5 separate regions of the Mus musculus genome follow, and regions 1, 2, 3 and 5 are each linked to region 4. Evidence: chromatin contacts called from public Hi-C and HiChIP or PLAC-seq data. All regions are on one chromosome and are shown on one strand. The core of a region is the stretch at or near the end of the contact, and the rest is flanking DNA. Distances in the headings are between cores, read along the strand shown.

Region 1 (3,935 bases), core at 132-2,631, 500 kb after region 4:
TTCAGACATTCCCATGGCTTAACAATACACCCACCAAATCCACAAGGCTCACAAATTTATTATTTGTCTGTCAAGATTGTACCTGAGGGGACAAGTGAGCTGGCTCAGTGGTTAAGGCTGGCTACAGGCTGGCTACAGGCTGGCTACAGACTGGCTACAGGCTGGCTCGCAAACGTTAGTGACTCCAGTCCCAGGGATCCAACATCCTCTGACTTTGTGTACCAGTACAGACATGTGGGGCACAGACATACACACACTCATACACACATTTTTTTTAATCTAAAAATGAAAAATTAAAGAGTTTTTAATGATACGGGCAAATTTAGTTACCTTTCCCTATATTAAAAAATTGCCTTTTACCTAAGTCTCACAAACTCATGCAGTTGCTCACAGTGACTTATAGGTCTTGTCAGTTTCCTAGAGCCTCAGCTTTCAACAGCTAAAACGAACACTTAAGACTATGAATTATGACAATTCAGAACCATGTAATTTTTATTTATTTATTTTTGGAAAGAGGGTCTATAACGAAGCCCAGGCTGTCCTGGAACTCCTCGTGTAGACCAAACCAGTGTGTAGCTCTAACACACTGCAATCGACCTGCCTCTGACACCCTAGTGCTGGAATAAAAGGCATGCCCCCATACTCTGTCCGATCCATACAATTAAAAAAATTTTTTTTCAAACAGGTTTTTAGTAAATAGCCTTGATTGGCTCGGAACTTGCTATGTCGACCAGGATGATCTAAAGATTGAGGCGAGCAGGCAGTACTTCCGTTGTTGCCCTTCCGATGTTGGATTACTAGAATGTATCATGCATCACAAGGTATTTTTACTTAAGTCTAAATATGTAATTTAAAATACAGGCTTACTTAAGCCAATAGTGGCACCAACCGGTTGAATATAACCAATCATTGTAATAAGTATTTATTAGATAAAATATCTGCCCAGAACGGAGGCGTGTCCGTAGGCACTGATTTGGTACCGTTTTGAAATCCTCCCCGAAGCTTCAGAAACCGGTGGAAAGACTACCTGGTTCAGCAGACAGAACCGAGGGGAGGAGGGGCCAGGAGGCGGCCTGTCGTCTCCGTAACCCAGCGCGAGAATACGCCTCAGCGCATGCGCACCTGCAGGTGGGACCCGTCCATGTGCCCGATGGGGGAGGCGAGCAGGGAACAGCCTATAGATTTTGAATCTCTCCCTTCAAAAAAAGAATCTAGGCTGTGAGAAGTTCCGTAAACACTAACTCGAAGTTGTTCTCCCGAGCTCCGCATCAGGGACCGTAGACACAGACCCCCTAAAACAAGAGGTGACTTCTCTTTCCTCCCCCCTCCCTCGGGAGCAGTGGTGGGCCGATCCAGGCCACAGACTTTCGTTCGTTTGCAGCGGGTCGGAGATCGAAGGATTGAGCCAATTGCGGATGAAACGTCTTGGCCAGGAAGGGGGTGAGGGAGCAGCCCTTTGAGTTCCGCCTCGTCTCTAGGCGCTGGTGGGGAAGGGGGACGTAGGAAACCCCTGCCCTCTGAGCCAGCAGATCCGACGCCTCGGTGCAAAGTGTCGAGAGGGCGGCGGGAAAACCGCCCGCCCGGACCAAGGGACGGGAAGCAGCCGGGAAGCCGTGCGGGAGGGCGCGCGCGTGCGCGCCCCTTTTTCAGCAGTGTGGCGGGGTCGCACGCACGCCCGCCTCGGCGGCTGGGCGCGATTTGCGACAGTGGGGGGGGCGGCGGCGGTGGCGGCGCCGGCAGCTTTGCGGCAGGCTCGGGCCGGGCGTGCTTGACGGCGGTGTGGCGGAGGCCCCGCCCGAGGCGGCAAGAACCTGGAGGGAGGCGGAGGAACATGTCCGAGAGGGAAGTGTCGACTGCGCCGGCGGGAACAGACATGCCCGCGGCCAAGAAGCAGAAGTTGAGCAGCGACGAGAACAGCAACCCGGACCTCTCGGGAGACGAAAATGTGAGTGCAGCCCCGCCTGTCCCGGGACTGTGGAGTAGAAGTTTCAGGTTCTTTGGTAACTGCGGTCGGGGCCGGCGGGCGGGCGGCCGTGGGGGGAGGGAAAGGTGTCACCCGCGCTCAGGAGAACGCAGGCGTGCGGGGAAGTCCGGTTTGGCTGGGGCTTTCGAGCTGGGACTGCGGCAGATAGCAAGCAGAAAGTTGTCGAGGAGCGGATTAAAGGTCCCAAAGGGTCTGCGAGGTCCGCTCAGATCGTCCCTGCGTGGGAGACGGAGTTTGTGCCTTTGGGGGCTTGACGCTGATTGCGAATCTGAGATTGTACTTACTGGTTTAAAAGGCATGCTCGAGGTAAGAGGTTCAGTTTTCCCCAGGAAAGTTGGTACGAAGGGTCCTCGTAAGGATCCGAGGGGCTGTGTCACTGTAGAGCACTACGGGATCTTCAGGATGGAAAGTATAGATCTCTGGCTTGGGTTTACGTGACCGTGCGGTTATGTATGCCCCTTTCCATGGAAGTGCGGTGTGCCTTCGTGTCGACTTTTTTGTGGAAGGAGTAGAATCGAGAAGATCGTAGAGGGGGAGCCACCTTTGATTAAGGCAAAGGAGGGAACAGTTTGAAAGTTTTTGCTTAATGTAAAGGGATTGGAAGATTTCAGGCCACCGTGGTAAATTCTGTACTTGAGCCAAGTGTGAAGATTAAGGGAAGTCGGTGCTTAGAGAAATGCCGCCCCGTAAAAAAAAAAAAAAAAAAAAAAAAAAAAAAAAAATACTATGCAAGCGTTGTAAAGAGTACTAGACACGTGTTCTAATAATTAGATACTTATATTCTGATAGGGTAGCGTAGAGGCTTTGGCCTTTCGTATAATGATTACTTAGACTTTAATGAAAATGTCAAATTTATAATGAGGAAATTGTCAGGGAAAAAATTTAAGTGAAAGCTCATTTTATCTTTCCAAACTCCTAAGGTACATTTTTTGATGCTTTCTAAATTTATCCATAGTTGAATGATTGAGTTAGCTTTTGCTTCGGTCCCTTCAAAGAGGGACAAGACTTAACGTTTTGGTATGTGTGTTTTTGACACATTATTGAACCCTTTGGGGTCCTCTCAGAAAAAGGGATTTTTTGTTTGTTTGTTTGAGTTAGAATCTCCCTGTTCAACATAGACTCTCCCCATGCTGCCCTCACACCTGTTACCTTCCGTGCTTTAACCCTCTCAGTACCTAGAAGACATTTATGCACCACCATATCCTGCAGAATACTGTGGATGTATAGATGAAGCACATAAGATTACAAACCAGACCAAGTATAAAACTTTAAAATATATTTAATTTTCTTAAAGGGACAGAGGCATAAAAGCTCATTTGTAAAGCACATGCCTGACATCATTGGAGGGACAGGTTCTTTCCTCACCAAAGGGTGTGTGTGTGTGTGTGTGTGTGTGTGTGTGTGTTGGGGGGGGGGTGTTGTATTTTATTTTTTAAGTTTTGCAACAGGATCTCACTTTGTACTCTTTGTTGGCCTGGAATCCAGAGATCAGCATGTCCTGCCCACTAAGTGTTGTAGCAAAGGTTCGAGGCACAACACCTGGTTTCCCATCTAGAAGGAGTAATGGAACCATTGAGGGAGGTGATAGGGCTGATTTTTACCACCTGCACCAATTGTAATATGAGATGGGATTTTTAACTGGAAAATCCAAAATCGGAACTTTTTGCATAGAAGAACAATCGACAGGTGAGGAGAAACAGATAATCTGTGGTTTTCCTTTTTTTTAAATCGGGATCTTGTACTTCCCGTGCTGGCTAAGGTCTGCCTTTGCCTCCTGGGAATCAGATGCCTGGATGAAAATGATTTCAATTTAAGAGGCCAGTTTAGATTGTAACAATTAAAACTTCCACTAAAAGCTAATTGTACATTTACATCAAATTGCAATTCAATCACTTGTAGGTCACCTGCTTTATGTCAAGTACTTCATTCCTTGGTTCTTGGTTGGTTTTTT
Region 2 (3,505 bases), core at 503-3,002, 400 kb before region 4:
TCTAAGAGTTTGAGTACTTTATATACCTTATATAAGTAAAATTATATAGTAATCTTTTTTGTTGCCAGATTATTTTGGTTGACACAATGTTCACAAGCTTCAATGATAATTTTGTACGTGAGAGTAATTTTTTTCTTTTGCATTACTATGTGTCAGTAATAAATTTCATTATGATACTTTTCTTAGTGTTTCTATTGCTGTGATGAAACACTATAACCAACATATAGGTTGGGGAGGAAAGGATTTATTCAGCTTACAATTCTCCAGTGCTGTTTATCATTGAAGGAGGACAGGACAGAAACTCAAACAGGGCAAGATCCTGGACTCAGAAGTTAATGCAGAAACCATGGAAGGGTACTACTTACTGGCTTCCTCAGCCTGCTTTCTTGTAGAACCTAGAGCCGCCAGACCAAGAATGGCATTATGCACAATGGACTTGGCTCTCCCCCCATCAATTACTAATTAAGAAACAGCCACATCTTATGGTGGAGGTTCCTTATTTAACTCTAGTTTATGTGTCAAGCTGACATAAGACAAGCTAGTACCAATCCTTTCACACAATCCTATAACTTTGATTATATTAACTCCCTCTCCCCCTTCCCTTCTCCCTCCCCCTCTCCCTCCTCCTCTCCCTCTCTCTCTCATTTCCACTTCCTTGTCCCTAAGAAGTCCCACTTTGTCTTCATGTCCTCATCAGATAGAGAATAGTTATTGTTTTTATTCATAAGTCTGACTATGATGCTTTAAATGATGATCTATAGTTCCATTTATTTTTGTACAAAGACATGATTTTATTTCCTTTAGAGCTAAATAAAACTCAGATAGGCTGGGCAGTGGTGATATACGCCTTTAATCCCAGCACCTGGGAGGCAGAGGCAGGCTGATTTCTGAGTTCCAGGCCAGCTTGATCTACAGAGTGTGTTCCAGGACAGCCAGGGCTACACAGAGAAACCCTGTCTTGAAAAACAAAAACAAACAAAACAAAGCAAAGCAAAGCAAAGCAAAACAAAACAAGAAAACCTCAGATAAATAGAAGATAGATAGATAGATAGATAGATAGATAGATAGATAGATAGATAGATAGATAGATATTCCATATTTTATTTCTACATTCATGTTCTGGGGAACACCTAGGCTAATTCTATAGCTTAGCCTTGTGTATAGTACTGAGATACACATAGACATACAGATACTGCTCTAATGAAGGAACTGATTCTTTTGAAATTGTTCACAGAAGTAGTATTTCTAGATCATATTAAAGTGTTAGCCTAATTGTGTAAGGAATACATATCATGATTCTGATAGTCTTTAGCTAATATATGTCCACTTCTGTGCCAGCAGCAACCTATGTTGTTTATTTCTTAACCTTGGACACTCTGACTGGGTTGAGATGAAATATCAACACAGGTTTATGTATGTATGTGTGTATGTATGTGTGTATGTATGTATGTATGTATGTATGTATGTATGTGCTATGCACACGCCAGTGAAGTTTGCTTGGCAGGCCAAGAGGCCTGAAAGCACTCAAGAGTTTCCTGGAGCTTTGGCATTCTCATTAACCCGTATACTCATACCCTAGCCTCACGTTAGTCTGGTGTATGGATCCACGTGCTCTCTTTTAGTATTATTTTATTATAAGTGCCTTTTAAGATTGAATTCTGATATAGTTAGGTCTCCCACCAGTGTTCCAATGTGCCAGAAGCCAGACAAGCTTGGAATCCGGTAGAAATGCAGTAAGGAAGTTACCTATTCAGTAACTCATTAAGCATTACAAAAGACAGAGCCAACAGCTCGTGGCTGGTTTGCAGAGTATCTACTAAGGACAGTAGCAAATCTCACCCAAACAAGGGAATACCATAAAAGAGCCAGGGAATCCCACTGAGATAGAAATCTTCAGTACAGGCTACATTGCATATTAGAGGCAAGTTGGTGAATTCTTCTGACAAATGAAGATTCTCCTCAGATACTTAAAAGTTACACTCACACTAAAAATTATCAGAGCCCAGGAAATAGGAGGATTGTGGTATTGCAGTATTCATGAGAAGGTCTGCTAAAGTAGAACCCCTGGTGGTGGGCTTAACAGTAGACTAGCTTTACAACTGGCTCCCTTCTTAGTGGCAGCGGCCTGGTCCCCGCCTTCTTTTGATGTATACATTCCTTTTGTATTGCGTCACTGTAACTTGGTGGATTGTTTTGTCTGGTTTCTTGCTATTCTGCGTATAAAATGTTTGATGCTTGACCTGACATTACATTCAGATTCTACACAATCTCTCGTGTTTGGTCTGTCTATCACTCTCCAACTCCTTGCCCATCTGTATCCAGAGACCCGTCCACGCAGACAAAGGGACCCAGAGAGTCTGTGGCATGTATGTATGTATGTATGTATGTATGTATGTATTATGTATGTTTTATTTATTTGTTTGTTTGTTTGTTTATTTATTTATATGTGTATGGATGAGAGTTTTTCCTGTATGAATGTCCCTGCACAACATACCACATGAATGTCTGGTTCCCATAAAGATAAAAAGAGAGCATAAGATTCCTGGTAATTAGAGTTATAGATGGTTGGGTCATGTGGGTGCTGGGTATTGAATTGGGTCCTCTAGAGGAACAGCCAGGGTTGTTAGCTACTGCGCTCTCTCTCAAGTCCCATTGACAGAGTTTTAATTTTCATTCATTTTCTTATAGCTAATGACTGGACATTCCTGCATTGGCCAATTATATATTTTCATTGAAGAGCCTGCTAAATTTATTTGCCCATTAAGTAACCAGATTGTTTGCTCACTTGTCATTTAATGTTTTTAAATATTTTACATTTTCTGCATTTTAAAATTTTTTATCAGATATTTTCTTCATTTACATTTCAAATGCTATCCCTTGCCAAATTTTCTCTCTGGAAGTCCCCTATAACCTCCCCCTTGCCAATCCCCTGTTAAATATAGGCTGTCTCTTGTCTCTAGAAATGGCTTGCTTTGCTATATGATTTCATTTATTTTATATAATCCTGTTTGGGAATTCTTACTTTAATTCCCTGAGCTATTGTAGTTAGAAAGGAATTTCTCTTGTATTGAGTTGTGTTCCCTCTCCTTTACTAGTTTTAAAGTTTCAAGTCTTATTTTAAATTATTAATCAATTTGGAACTAATTATTGCACAGTGTGTGAGATCAAAATCTATACTTTAATCTCCTAGATGTGGATATTTAGTTTTCTGGCACTTCTTCTTTAAAAGGCGTTATCACCTTGTGCGTGCTTTTGGAGCCTTTATCAAGAATCAAATTACTTCAGCTGTGTTGAGTTATTCTTAGTTTTTTTTTTTTTTTTTTTTTTTTTCTGTTCACTGGTGTACATGTCTGGTTTTGTGTCTCTGCCTTGCTGGTTTTATTACTATGGGTCTGTGAAATGATTTGAAGTAAGATTTTGTTATATCTCTGGCATTGTTCTTTCTACTCTGGATTTCATTTGCCATGTTTTGGTGTTTTATGTGAATTTTTAAAAACATTTTCTT
Region 3 (3,712 bases), core at 382-2,881, 330 kb after region 4:
TACACAGTGAGTTCCAGACCAGCATGGTCTACATTGTAAGACTGTGTCTCAAGCCCCAAATGAGCAAACCTGAACGACATGAGACTCCATCTCAAGAAAAAAGAAAAGGAAAGTAACGTCCAGTGTACTCACTGGCCTTATAAATAAAAGCCCAAATCCCCGTAGGCTGCTCACCTGAAATAACATTAGCAACTACCATTTGAAATCAGTTTCCTATTCTACTAACCTCACAGAAATGCTACCAAATTCCTCCCCTTCCTTCCCAAAGATGTAATCTAAAAACAAACTGGAAGCAAGCAAATGTTAAAAGGCAAATTTTCTAAGTATAACTACAAACTGAACATGATTAAAGATTATACAAACTATACCAGTAAGTTTTCTATTTAATTGTCAATCACTTAGAGGACCAAAAACAAACAAAAACCAAAGGGAAGGGGAAATACCAAATCAACTAACCTAGCTGTACAATTTACTTCTTAACACCACAGGCAGCATGGGAGTCTCACAAGAACTAGTAAATCATTCACTGCAAGTAAACACAAACTCCTTTCATCTTCTACTAGCAGTTATCCCAGCTACACAGAGATTTCAGTCCAAACCTATACATACAATTACATACTTTCTAAATGCAGCCCTGATCTACTGTAGAATTCTACCATTAAGAAGAAAATGTATAAACACACACACAAAAGCAGCAGTCCTTTCAACAAGCAACTAAAAATTCTTAATAGTAAAAAATGTAATATTCCTATAGTTGTGTTAAGCAAAATGAAACATAAAATAAGGCTATGGCAAGAACCTATAATTCATCATTTAACTATTCTAAGATGTTACTTTCTTAGAAACAGTACAGAGTAACTGGTTAATGACACTTCTGATAACATTCTCAACTGTTCTATTATGATAAAGCCAAAAATACAGGAAAATTACTTACTGCACCTCACCTCGTCTAGGAAAATAGTTACGAGCACTGCTACTAACACCCTTTACCTTTTCCTAATTAAAAACTAAACTAATTCTGGTATAAGTTCTCTGAACTGACAAGTGAACCAACTTAAGATCAATATCACATTAAATGTTTTCAACATTAAAACATTAATTTTATTCAAGAACAAGTTAACACTTAAAAACTGTTCACCGAAAGGTTCACTAGCCTAGTACACTAAACCCACTGTCGTCATCAAAGGCACATTAAAAGCAGATGTAGTAGAGCACTCCTGTAATAGCAACATTCAAGATGCAAAACCAGGAAGATGAGGGGTTCAATGTTAGCCTCAACTACATGAGGACCTTTATCAAAACCAAAGTGCAACATAAAACACATTAAATCCAGGACAGCCAGGGCTAAACAGAGAAACCCTGTCTCGAAAAACAAAACAACAAAAAAAAAAAATTTACAAAAAATACTTTTATACAACAGGCATTAATCTCAAAAAAATTCACAAAAATTACTTTTATACAACAGGCATTAATATTCTCAGTTCAAGAGATACAGAAGCAAACAAAACAGTCCCTATTTTCAGGAATAGGTGCCATGAGTATAAAATAAAAATAAAACTCTTCCAGTAGAAGCATGGGGAGCAACCTTATTGCAGTTGCTACTCATGGCTGCTCAAGTGTGTCCCACCTAGACAGCTGTGCTTCACTGAACAAAGGCTTCCAACCTAATGCACAAATAAAGAGATCCTGTGACAAACCTGAAGTGAAAACTTTGAAAGCAAACATGACATATATTTGAAGAGACTGATCGGAAGCCTTTTATCATATATATTTATATTCGTTACATATTTTCAATAAAGGTACAAGAAATTTCACATTTTGTTAGCCATTTTTTCCTAAAAACAAAATCACATAAAAGAATGTCAACAGCTGCATGACATACAAGCTCTCATTGTTTTTTTAAGTAATAATATATTAGTACATGGGACTGAAAACTTGTGGGAAATAAAGGAAGAGCTAAGTAGACAAACAGTTTCTTGACTGTAGTTTTCAAAGGTTATGATGGTAATTGCCAAAGCCAATAACGAAAAGCTAAAGGAGCACAAATTTAGCATCACAGAATAGCAGAGAAAAAGGCAATTTAGAAAACAAGCAAGCTGATTTTCTAAGGTCATGCAGAGAGAAGGCTAGCACCAATACTCCACAAGGTGAGTTCCCTCTTGAAGTTGCTATTCCCAAATAGAACTTTACATACTTATAGAAATCATTATTTGTTGGGAAGTCCTCTATTCCCCAGTCTCTGAAAGTTTTCTGTGAGCTAGATAAGGGGTTTCTCCAGACTCCCAGGCAAGGTTCTTTATTATCATCTGAAAGTAAATGTACTCTGACCAAAAATAAAAAAGTTAAGGCTAGGGATATATCATGGAAGTAGGAATGCTTGCCTAGTATGCAATGAGGCTCTGGGTTCAAACCCCAGCACTGCAAGATAAGCAAATTAAATGGATAAATGTCCACATATTCTTTCCTTTTTTAAGAGTGAGGAGTTGAGACAAGGTCTAACTATATAGCTGTCAATGTCCTGGACCTCTAGACCAGGATGGCCTTGAACTCCTAAAAATCTGACTGCCTCTGCCTCCTGGGCGCTGGGATTAAAGGCATGTGCCACCTTTATAAACCAGAACAAGATTATTAAACAGATTTTTTAGAGGTTTTTATAAATATGCTACTACATGTCAATGCAAAACACAAGAAATAACAACCCAAATCTAAGTTATTCTCCAACTCTGTGTACACTGTATCCTAACTAAATTAATTTCATCCAACTCTGTGTAATATTGAAGTTTTCTTAAACTTTTAACAAACTTTTAGCTTGACATAGTGGTACATGCCTTTAAACTCAGCACTCAGGAAACAGGTATGTGGGCTACATACTAAAACCTAGTCAAAAAAAAAAAAAAAAAAAAAAAAAAAAACCAAACCAGAAGGAAGAAAGGGAGGGATCTACATTTAGGTCAAAATTAGATAGATATTAAGCCTTTTGTTGTTCTTCTTCAATGATCCCATTCACCTGAAAGACAAATACCCCTCAAACCTGAGTACTTATCACTGTATTATTAATAATAATCTATAGTAATAAAGTAACATAAAAATTTAAATGATAGTTTATAGTACAATAATGTAATAAAATAATACTATATAAATACAGACATTGGAACTACTCAAAATTTAAAAGTCTGGCCCAGAGTTGTGATAGTTATTCTACCAGTTGGAAGGCTGAGGAAGGGGAAATCCCAAATTTGAGACCCGCTTGGGCAAACAGTGAAAAACTCTGTCTAAAAACGAAATAGTCTAGCTTAGAGGAGCCACCTATAATTCCAATATTCAGGAGTCTGAGGCCAGACTGGGCTAAATATAAAAATTAGCAGGCCAACTTCAGCTACATAGTTCTGTCTCAAAGAAACAAAAAACGAAGGCTCGAGGTCACAATCTAGTAGCTTACACTTGTAGTAAGCAAAAGTAGAAGATAACATTTAGCTTTCAAAGCAAGCAAAGCCTTCTGCTCCCATCTTCAGACTGGCAAAAGAGAAGACACAGTAGCTCCAACAACAGTGCAATCTGACCAAAACTCCTGAGCAATAACCTCTGACGAAAAGTGTGTTGTTAAAATTCAACTCCTTCCACAATCTGGCCTTAAGTCAATGACTTCAGCTATATTTTGACCCTTAGAATCCCACTTCTCAACAAAGCACCTGTTAACATAAACACTGCTGCA
Region 4 (3,740 bases), core at 464-2,963:
AAGAAAAAAATGATGCCTTTCTCCACAACCAAACATTACACTGCCCAAGGTCTTCAAAGAAAAAAATAGCAAGTTTTTCAATTTTTGTAAAATATATATTCTTGTTTTAAAAGCTGAGAAAGTTATCTTATGCATAGAAAATGTTACTAAAACTCCTCTTCAGGCAGCAACACTTTTAGATGTTCAATAACTAACTCAATTAAGGCACAAACCAATTTTAGGACGGTTGACTTATTAATTTATACATGTTCGACATGGTTCGTAATAAAGAGCATCAATTTTTAGGAAAAAGTTTAAACTTCCCCTTCAAAAACACTTTTAAAAACGTCTTACTCTAGTCTTTTCAGGGGTGTGTGAGTTTGGACAGTTTTCTGGGGGCAAAAGAGAGATTCAAAGGCCCCCTTCTATTTACTGGTTCTGTTTCTCGCCCCTCAGTAAAACACTATCCAGCTTGTCACTTTCCTATTTTTCTTCTGTGGTCTCCAAGCCCCCAAGGCTTGATCCTTAATGCCCCTCAGATCCTGATCCTCCTGTGTATTAACTGAGAGGATTGAAAAGAAGGAAGGCAATCCCTTGGCATGGAGACATTAAAGTGACAGTGCTATTCAATGGGCACTTGATGCAGGATGATTTGGCGAAGCAGACTTCTTCACACTGGAGTCATTCACATCATGCCATCTCTTCGCAAACAAGCAGCTTCCTATCCGGCGAAGAAAAACACTGAGGCTGCTGGAAAGGAGAAACCAAACCTTCCCCAAAAGGTGTTTTCAGAGACGCTGTAGTAGTATTAGGCATGCAATCACACACTATGCAAATAGTCCGCGATTTCCTAAATGAGAGTGCAGCTGTTTGGCTTCCACATCCACCCTTTCTCAGTCTCTCTCCAATCTACCCACCTTCCTTTTGCAGAAAAGACATTTCTCTGCCACCGCTGGCCACCCCTGCCCACACCCCGATCTTATACAGAAGAGCACCGAAATGTCCTGCACCCTCCAAGCGATGAAGTGTTTCCTCGGGCAAGAGAAACAGCAGCACTAGAAATTATATAACTCTCGAATTTGGCTTGCCTAAGACATGGAGACTGGAGGGTCGGGGGTTGCGGGTCTGGCAGACGCTGCTGGGCATTTCACGTGCACGGAAGCGCGCCTGGCCTCCTCGCAGCACCATCCACCCCTAAAACACTGGCCGACCAGGGCTCTTCGGGGGAGCAGGGAAAAGGGATATTTCTAACTGAACCCTTTCCAAGCGGGGCTTGAGGGTGGACTATGGGGACTGAAGACTGTAGAGAGCAGGCTAGCCCGTGCTGCTGTGGCCGCGCCGGGGAGACGGGCTGGAGGCTCTGAGGAGGAACCTTAGAAACCACAGCCTTAACACACCGACCGGGCCGAAGGAACTACCAGGGCTCGGTTACCCCAGCCGCCCTGAGAAGAAGGCGCGCAGCAACAGGCCTGCGCCCGAACCGCCCCTGGTTCCCTTCAGGTTGGCCAGGCTGACAATTTGGCAGAGGACAAGGCAAGGCTGGCTAGGGGCGGGCCCCTGACCCTGAGCCTTCCTCGGAGCCAATGAGAGATCGCACTTCTGCGACGCCACGCCCAACCTCCGCCCGGCTGGAGGGCGCGGCTTTTGACTGGGTGGGGGAGTACCGGACTAAAGGTACGAGCTGTCAGACAGCTGCAAGTCCCGCCCCAGGCGCTCCGGCCACGCCCTCCTGTCAGTCACGTGAGGCGCTAAGATGGCGGCGTCCCAGCGACCAAGTTGGTCCGAGTCGAAGGTTGCTGGTGTTGTGCAGGAGGGAAATAGGGAAGCACCCCAGGTAGGCGGAAATCTAGGGTGGTGTGGGTCGCCTCCTCGGAGATGATGCACGTGAAGGATTTGAGCAAATAGAACCGAACCCGACTTTATGTAGAGTGTAATCAAATCTCTAGTTCCGAACAGCGTAGACCTGAAGTCTACGCCGATTAAATGCAGCTTGTTTCTCTTTCTCGAGGACCTTTCTTCAATTACAAATACTTTATCGCCTTACCCCACCCGGCCCGACCTCCAGTTCTCTCATTCTGTTTAAGTCTCCTGCATTTTATTGATTTGATGTGTTCTGACTTAACGCAAGGTTATGATGGCTTCTTGAATGCATTCACTTTTTTGATTACCCGAGAACCTAATATCCACCACGGCTGGACAAATCATGTTGAATAAAATTCTGAAGGTCAAATAATACACTTAAAGATACAACACACACACACTTTGCAGGCCATACGCCCACACAAATGCACTTAACGTGTATAAGGATGGTGATCTAATCAGTTGAGTGACTTTGAACTTCCTTAACTCTCAGATTAAACGTTGGTTGTGGCAAAAATCTTCATTTTCAGTTCTTGCTGAAAGACTTCCTTGGAATCTGATGATGGAGCACTTGTCAGGCCTGAAGCCCAGGCGTCTATACCAACAGCACAAAAATAAGTTAAAACAAAACAAAACAAAAAACTCTGGGCAAGTTAATAATCTATATCTCCTTAATTAAGGAGAGTGTAGTGAAACCCTTGCAAATGCCAGATGCCAAAAATATTTGCTGTTGCTTTTGATTATTTCAATATTGACTGTCCTGCAGCCATAATTGTGGGTACCCTTTTCCCCAAAGCTGTCTTAAAGGCCTGGAAATTTTCTGTGGGTGGTGAAGAGGGCTGTTCAGGGAATTGGATGAGAACAGAACAAAAATTTCTCTACGTTTTTTTGATTAGCCATGATGCTATTAATATCTGCCTTCATCGTACACTAGATGGATTGGTTAGAGAATCCTCCTTAGAAAATACTATTTCTTCTTCCATTTTTCCATTTGGATAGCAGAAGGAGGGGGGAGCAAAAGATGTAAGTCTAGTCCCCCCCAAAAAAATATAATTTGTAAAGTATTTTATGCCTGCTCTGCCCACCCCCCTTCTCAGCTATCTTAAAGAACTGACTTAAATGCTGTGTTGTATTAAGGCAGAAATACTGGTCTTTTGATCAATTGTATACCACCTTAAGAAGATCAAGGAACCCATTCTTTGTGTGTGTTGATTTCCTGGAGTCAGGCTCCATTTTTTTTTTCATTAATTTTAGGCTTATTATATGCTCATCACTTATAAATGTTAGCATGTCATCTGTAATGAACCTTTGACTTTATAACTTCTCATGGATTAATCTAGAAAATGTAGAGCAAAAAATAAAAAGCACTGAACTTTGAATCAGTAGACATCTCACTGATGAAATAAGTAAATATTTAAAACCAGAATTTTGGATTTGTAGGAAGTGTCCATATATCTTTGTTTGAATGAAATGGAATACTCGTAAGATACATAAAATGTCATAGTACCAAAGGATTTAACAAGTGTTTCCAGAGACCCAAAAGTCTTATGTATAGCCAGAAACTCAAAAAGGAATCTGGAATGGATTTTCTAATCTCTTGGTGAAACTCTTATGGTTCTTAATGTGGGCAACTATTGGCTTATCACATGGGACACAGAGACCTTACAAACCCTGAGTTCATTCCCTTTGTCCAGGCTTCACAGTATAACCCATAGCTATTTCTGACAAAGACCCTGCCTGCTTTCTACCCTAGGCCCTACTAGAAAACTGAATTGCAACATAAAGTCCAAGATAACTATGGTGCACTCCCTCTTCCCAGGCTGGAACAGTACCCAACTCTGACTTGTTGTTGTTGTTGTTGTTGTTGTTGTTTCTCCACTTTCTAAAGCACTTTCTGTTCT
Region 5 (3,416 bases), core at 567-3,066, 450 kb after region 4:
GAGGTCTTGGGTACAAAGACATGAGATGCTCAAGATGCTCAGCCAACCAGGAAAAGTCATACTAACCCTGTGCTGAGGAAGAGCTGTAACCAGGCTGCGGCAAAAGACAGTGGAGGCACAGAGCAAAGGATTGCTTCTAGAAATCATACAGTTTCTCGGAAGAGCTTGCACAGGGAGCTAGGTCTTGAAGGATTGCATAGAAAGCAGAGCTGGCTCTGGTATTTGTTAATCTTTCTCATTAGCCAGAATCTGGGTCATGGTATTTCCTGTTCTGTCCTTTCCTGTTGCCACCAACCACAGCACATATGCTATTACAGTTAAGGTCTAAAATTAGCATTATTAGGACCTCAGAGTTATTAGGGTTCTGTTTGTGTCTTCCTTTGCTCCCCCCAAGTTTTGACAATGGCAAAACTTAATGACTGAGCCTGCTGCTTTTGGCTATTTTAGCTGTATGTGTATACTCAGAACCTGCACTTAAATAATAGCCCAGCCAGGGACTGCTAATATGATCTCCCTAAGACCTGATTCCTCAAAGATAAAACAGGAATGAAAAATATTCGCCTCCCAGAGCCACTGTGGGGATTAACTGGGGAGAGTTCCTGGTACTGCCAGCATGTTGGCCACTTGCAGGCTGAGGCAGTTCACATAATCTGCGGGGTGGGGGATGATTCTCTTCCCCACTTTGGCGAGAGGTTTGATGAAGCGGCAGAGGAGTTACAGAAAGAAAATGTCTTCCAGGAAAGCAGAGTCCCAGAGGATGTGCCAAAAATGCAAGACTATTGTAGAGAAGGAGAAGCAGACAGAGGTTTCGTGAGCAATGAGACCCCCTCAACACCGTCCCCAGAGGTAGAACTGAGAGCCCCACTCCTGGGTTGAAGCGATGCTTTTCAATCCTACGAGACTGATTACAAAAACAGCTGCCCCGGCTCCAGGAAGGTTGTCTCTGCTCTTTATAAGGAAAAGATGACGTGCCCAGATGCTGGCCAGGGCAGGCCCCCTTTTCCATCAGGATCTCGGAAAGGTTGAGAACGGAATGTCCACTAAGCAGACATTGTCACACGCTGTCCCTACAACATCTGAGATATGTGCAGGACAGAAGATTGAGGGGCACGGGTGGGGAGCAGCTCCCTGCCCTGTCTGAATAATAAACACAATATCTGAGGGGAATGTGCCACAGGCTGAAGAAATTTAATAAAGGCCAGATCCAGACATAAACACACTGTGTGGCTTGCAACAGACAGTGAAGTGTGTGCCGTGTGAATTGAGTTCTCCTTTCCGAGAGTCCTTGATATAATTTAGGAGCCGCTTCTTGCCAATAAGCCATGATGCTCCCTGCCACTCTGGCCGTCTGCGTAAATTCTGATCATTTGCTCCTGACCCAGCTATCTACTGAGTACTTCACATCCCAGGCATTGGAGGGAGACGTGGACTCTCTGGTCTCATTCTAAGAAAGGAGAGGAAGTTGCTTTGTAAAAACCCAGGCTCTTCCTTTTGCACATCATTTGTGGGAAAGGGTATCTGCCTCTCTTAGCTGCATATGGAGAAAATAATTTCATGCAGAGAAGCTTGGTTCTGGCGTTTGCCAAGCGCCTCATCCATCTGGGGGCAAGCCCAAGACTGCAAGCCGCGCGGAGCAGCAGAACACGTTGCTATGGTAACTTGGCACCACACACCTTTGATCCTTTATGTCAGCCTCCTTCCCAGTCCCCCAACCCAAACCTGCACATTCCCTTTATAAGCAGCATACCTTCTCAGAAGATGGACAGCTTTTCTTCATTCTTACACAGCCAGTTATAAAGACATGTTATAAGGCACTTGGACAAAGGGGTAGTGCTTCCTTTTAAAGGTCAAGGCTCGGCTGGTTTTACTTCCTGATACACAGCCGTGACTGAGACCCATGTTAGCTTATCTTCTATAGAAGACTTAACTTTCAAATCCCTTTCATACATTAGTGGACTTTATCACCATGCTGTTTTAACCTCAGGCTTAAACAACCCTAAAAGACAAGAAAATGAGCCCATTAAACATTCTGTGCCCAGAAGCACCCATGTAAGGTAGAGCTAATTTTCCTGCTTTGCAAATGGGAAAATAGTATGAAACGGTCAGTGAGCAGTGGCAAGAGGAACGGTGAACGGGTGAGATGGGTCCGTGGATAAAGGTGCTTGCTAAGCCTAATGACCTGAGTTTGATGCTTGGGACCTGCATCATGAACTTCTGAACTTTGTTCTCTGACCTCAACAGGCATGCTATGGCATGCATGCACCTTTGCATACAAATAAATATAAAAATATTTCTTTTGAAAAAGATGAGGAAGCCGGGCGTGGTGGCGCACGCCTTTAATCCCAGCACTCGGGAGGCAGAGGCAGGTGAATCTCTTGAGTTCGAGGCCAGCCTGGTCTACAAAGTGAGTTCCAGGACAGCCAGGGCTATACAGAGAAACCCTGTCTCGAAAAACCAAAAAAAAAAAAAAAAAAAAAGAAAAAGAAAAAGATGAGGAACGGAACCAGGTTTCTGAACTCCAAATTTTATGCACTGCTCTTATATCTCACCTGATGTTCAGTCGCTTTCAGCCTTCATTATTTTACAAATAATAATAATAATAACAATAACAACAATAATAATACAGATGCATTCAAAGCAACAGCCAGGTTGTGTTTTTCTTTCTTCCTTTCTTTCTTCCTTTCTTTTCTGTCTGTGTGTATGTCTGTCTGTCTTTCTTTTTGGTTTGTGAGACAGGGTTTCTCTGTGTAGCCCTGGCTGTCCTAGAACTTGCTTTGTAGACTAGACTAGTCTCAAACTCACAGAGATCTGCCTGACCCTGTACCCCGCATGCTTTGGTTTCTTAAAAATAGCTTTATCAGCCAGGCTTGGTGGCACAAACTCCAGCACCAAGAAAGAAGAGGGCATCTACCCATTGAGCCAGCACTGCTGGGACATGTTGGTAATCCCAGCACTAGGGAGACAGGCAAGAGGATCTCCAAAATTTCCATGTCAGCATGAGTGACATAGTGAGTTTGAGGCAAGCCTGGGTGACTTAGCAAGCCTCTGGCTCAAAAAAAAAAAAAAAAAAAAAAAAAAAATATATATATATATATATATACATATATGTGTGTGTGTGTGTGTGTGTGTGTGTGTGTGTGTATTTTACACCGCTTACAAATGTACAATGCAATGATTTTTAAAGTTTGTAAGGTGAGGAATATACTGGGGTAACTCACATGCTCTGCAGTCTTGCCCACTTGAAGCCTGTGCTCCCATCATTTTCAGCACATCATATCAGAGTTGTACAACTATCACCACAAAAAGAAGCCAAAGATCTTTTAGCTGTTACTCCCAGCCAATTGTCCCATACTCACTTCTATGCCCAACCATAAGCAACCACTAGTACACTTTACATCCCTAAAAATTGTCCCCAT

The links. Hi-C and Micro-C count contacts between places; a contact is called where the count stands out from the background. HiChIP or PLAC-seq counts read pairs in DNA pulled down with a chosen protein or histone mark.
Region 1: an H3K4me3 HiChIP or PLAC-seq map of the 230-238 cell line shows a contact between it and region 4, with 28 read pairs. The contact joins the promoter of Eed here to the promoter of Tmem126b in region 4. A contact is called at or near these places in 12 of 39 promoter capture datasets (the C10 cell line, cranial neural crest, embryonic stem cells and 7 more), 14 of 484 Hi-C or Micro-C datasets (B cells, CD4 T cells, CD8 T cells and 10 more), 25 of 115 datasets of contacts at active chromatin or transcription factors (the 230-238 cell line, DN3 thymocytes, the NIH/3T3 cell line and 18 more) and 4 of 9 other capture datasets (adipose tissue, liver, macrophages and 1 more).
Region 2: a contact with region 4 is called in an H3K27ac HiChIP or PLAC-seq map of embryonic stem cells, with 6 times the contacts expected there. The contact joins the enhancer-like site here to the promoter of Tmem126b in region 4. A contact is called at or near these places in 4 of 39 promoter capture datasets (cranial neural crest, embryonic stem cells and stem cell-derived epiblast-like cells), 1 of 484 Hi-C or Micro-C datasets (cerebral cortex) and 4 of 115 datasets of contacts at active chromatin or transcription factors (astrocytes and embryonic stem cells).
Region 3: a contact with region 4 is called in an H3K4me3 HiChIP or PLAC-seq map of the 230-238 cell line, with 14 read pairs. The contact joins the enhancer-like site here to the promoter of Tmem126b in region 4. A contact is called at or near these places in 3 of 484 Hi-C or Micro-C datasets (CD4 T cells and muscle stem cells), 4 of 115 datasets of contacts at active chromatin or transcription factors (the 230-238 cell line, the SCID.adh cell line, large pre-B cells and 1 more) and 2 of 9 other capture datasets (adipose tissue and liver).
Region 5: a Hi-C map of cerebellum shows a contact between it and region 4, with 2.2 times the contacts expected there. The contact joins the promoter of E230029C05Rik here to the promoter of Tmem126b in region 4. A contact is called at or near these places in 8 of 39 promoter capture datasets (the HPC-7 cell line, hematopoietic stem and progenitor cells, liver and 4 more), 3 of 484 Hi-C or Micro-C datasets (the N1E-115 cell line, cerebellum and uterus), 8 of 115 datasets of contacts at active chromatin or transcription factors (the 230-238 cell line, bone marrow-derived macrophages, embryonic forebrain and 3 more) and 1 of 9 other capture datasets (macrophages).

What each region holds. Positions count from the first base shown.
Region 1 is chr7:89,978,422-89,982,356 of GRCm38.p6, reverse strand. It overlaps Eed (embryonic ectoderm development), which reads left to right and starts at 1,381. Exons shown (of 12, transcript NM_021876.3): 1 at 1,381-1,945. The coding sequence starts at 1,832. RefSeq lists cis regulatory regions at 904-911, 1,107-1,114, an enhancer at 1,086-1,122 and a promoter at 1-1,545.
Region 2 is chr7:90,875,273-90,878,777 of GRCm38.p6, reverse strand. It overlaps a transcript of Dlg2 not described here. Among named protein-coding and RNA genes, the nearest start is that of Gm39048, 140 kb to the left of the region's middle. Within about 2 kb of position 1,752, at least 4 of the 459 cell types and tissues checked have an H3K27ac peak or open chromatin away from gene starts, as enhancers often do. A contact at or near this core is called in embryonic stem cells and stem cell-derived epiblast-like cells, where this site is marked.
Region 3 is chr7:90,142,385-90,146,096 of GRCm38.p6, reverse strand. All of the region lies in intron 1 of Picalm (phosphatidylinositol binding clathrin assembly protein), which reads right to left. Among named protein-coding and RNA genes, the nearest start is that of Picalm, 14 kb to the right of the region's middle. Within about 2 kb of position 1,631, at least 34 of the 459 cell types and tissues checked have an H3K27ac peak or open chromatin away from gene starts, as enhancers often do. A contact at or near this core is called in the 230-238 cell line, liver and pro-B cells, where this site is marked.
Region 4 is chr7:90,473,968-90,477,707 of GRCm38.p6, reverse strand. Tmem126b (transmembrane protein 126B) reads left to right here and starts at 1,713. Exons shown (of 5, transcript NM_026734.2): 1 at 1,713-1,813. The coding sequence starts at 1,733. It also overlaps a transcript of Dlg2 not described here.
Region 5 is chr7:90,027,559-90,030,974 of GRCm38.p6, reverse strand. E230029C05Rik (RIKEN cDNA E230029C05 gene) reads right to left here and starts at 1,816. Exons shown (of 6, transcript NR_110365.1): 1 at 1,748-1,816.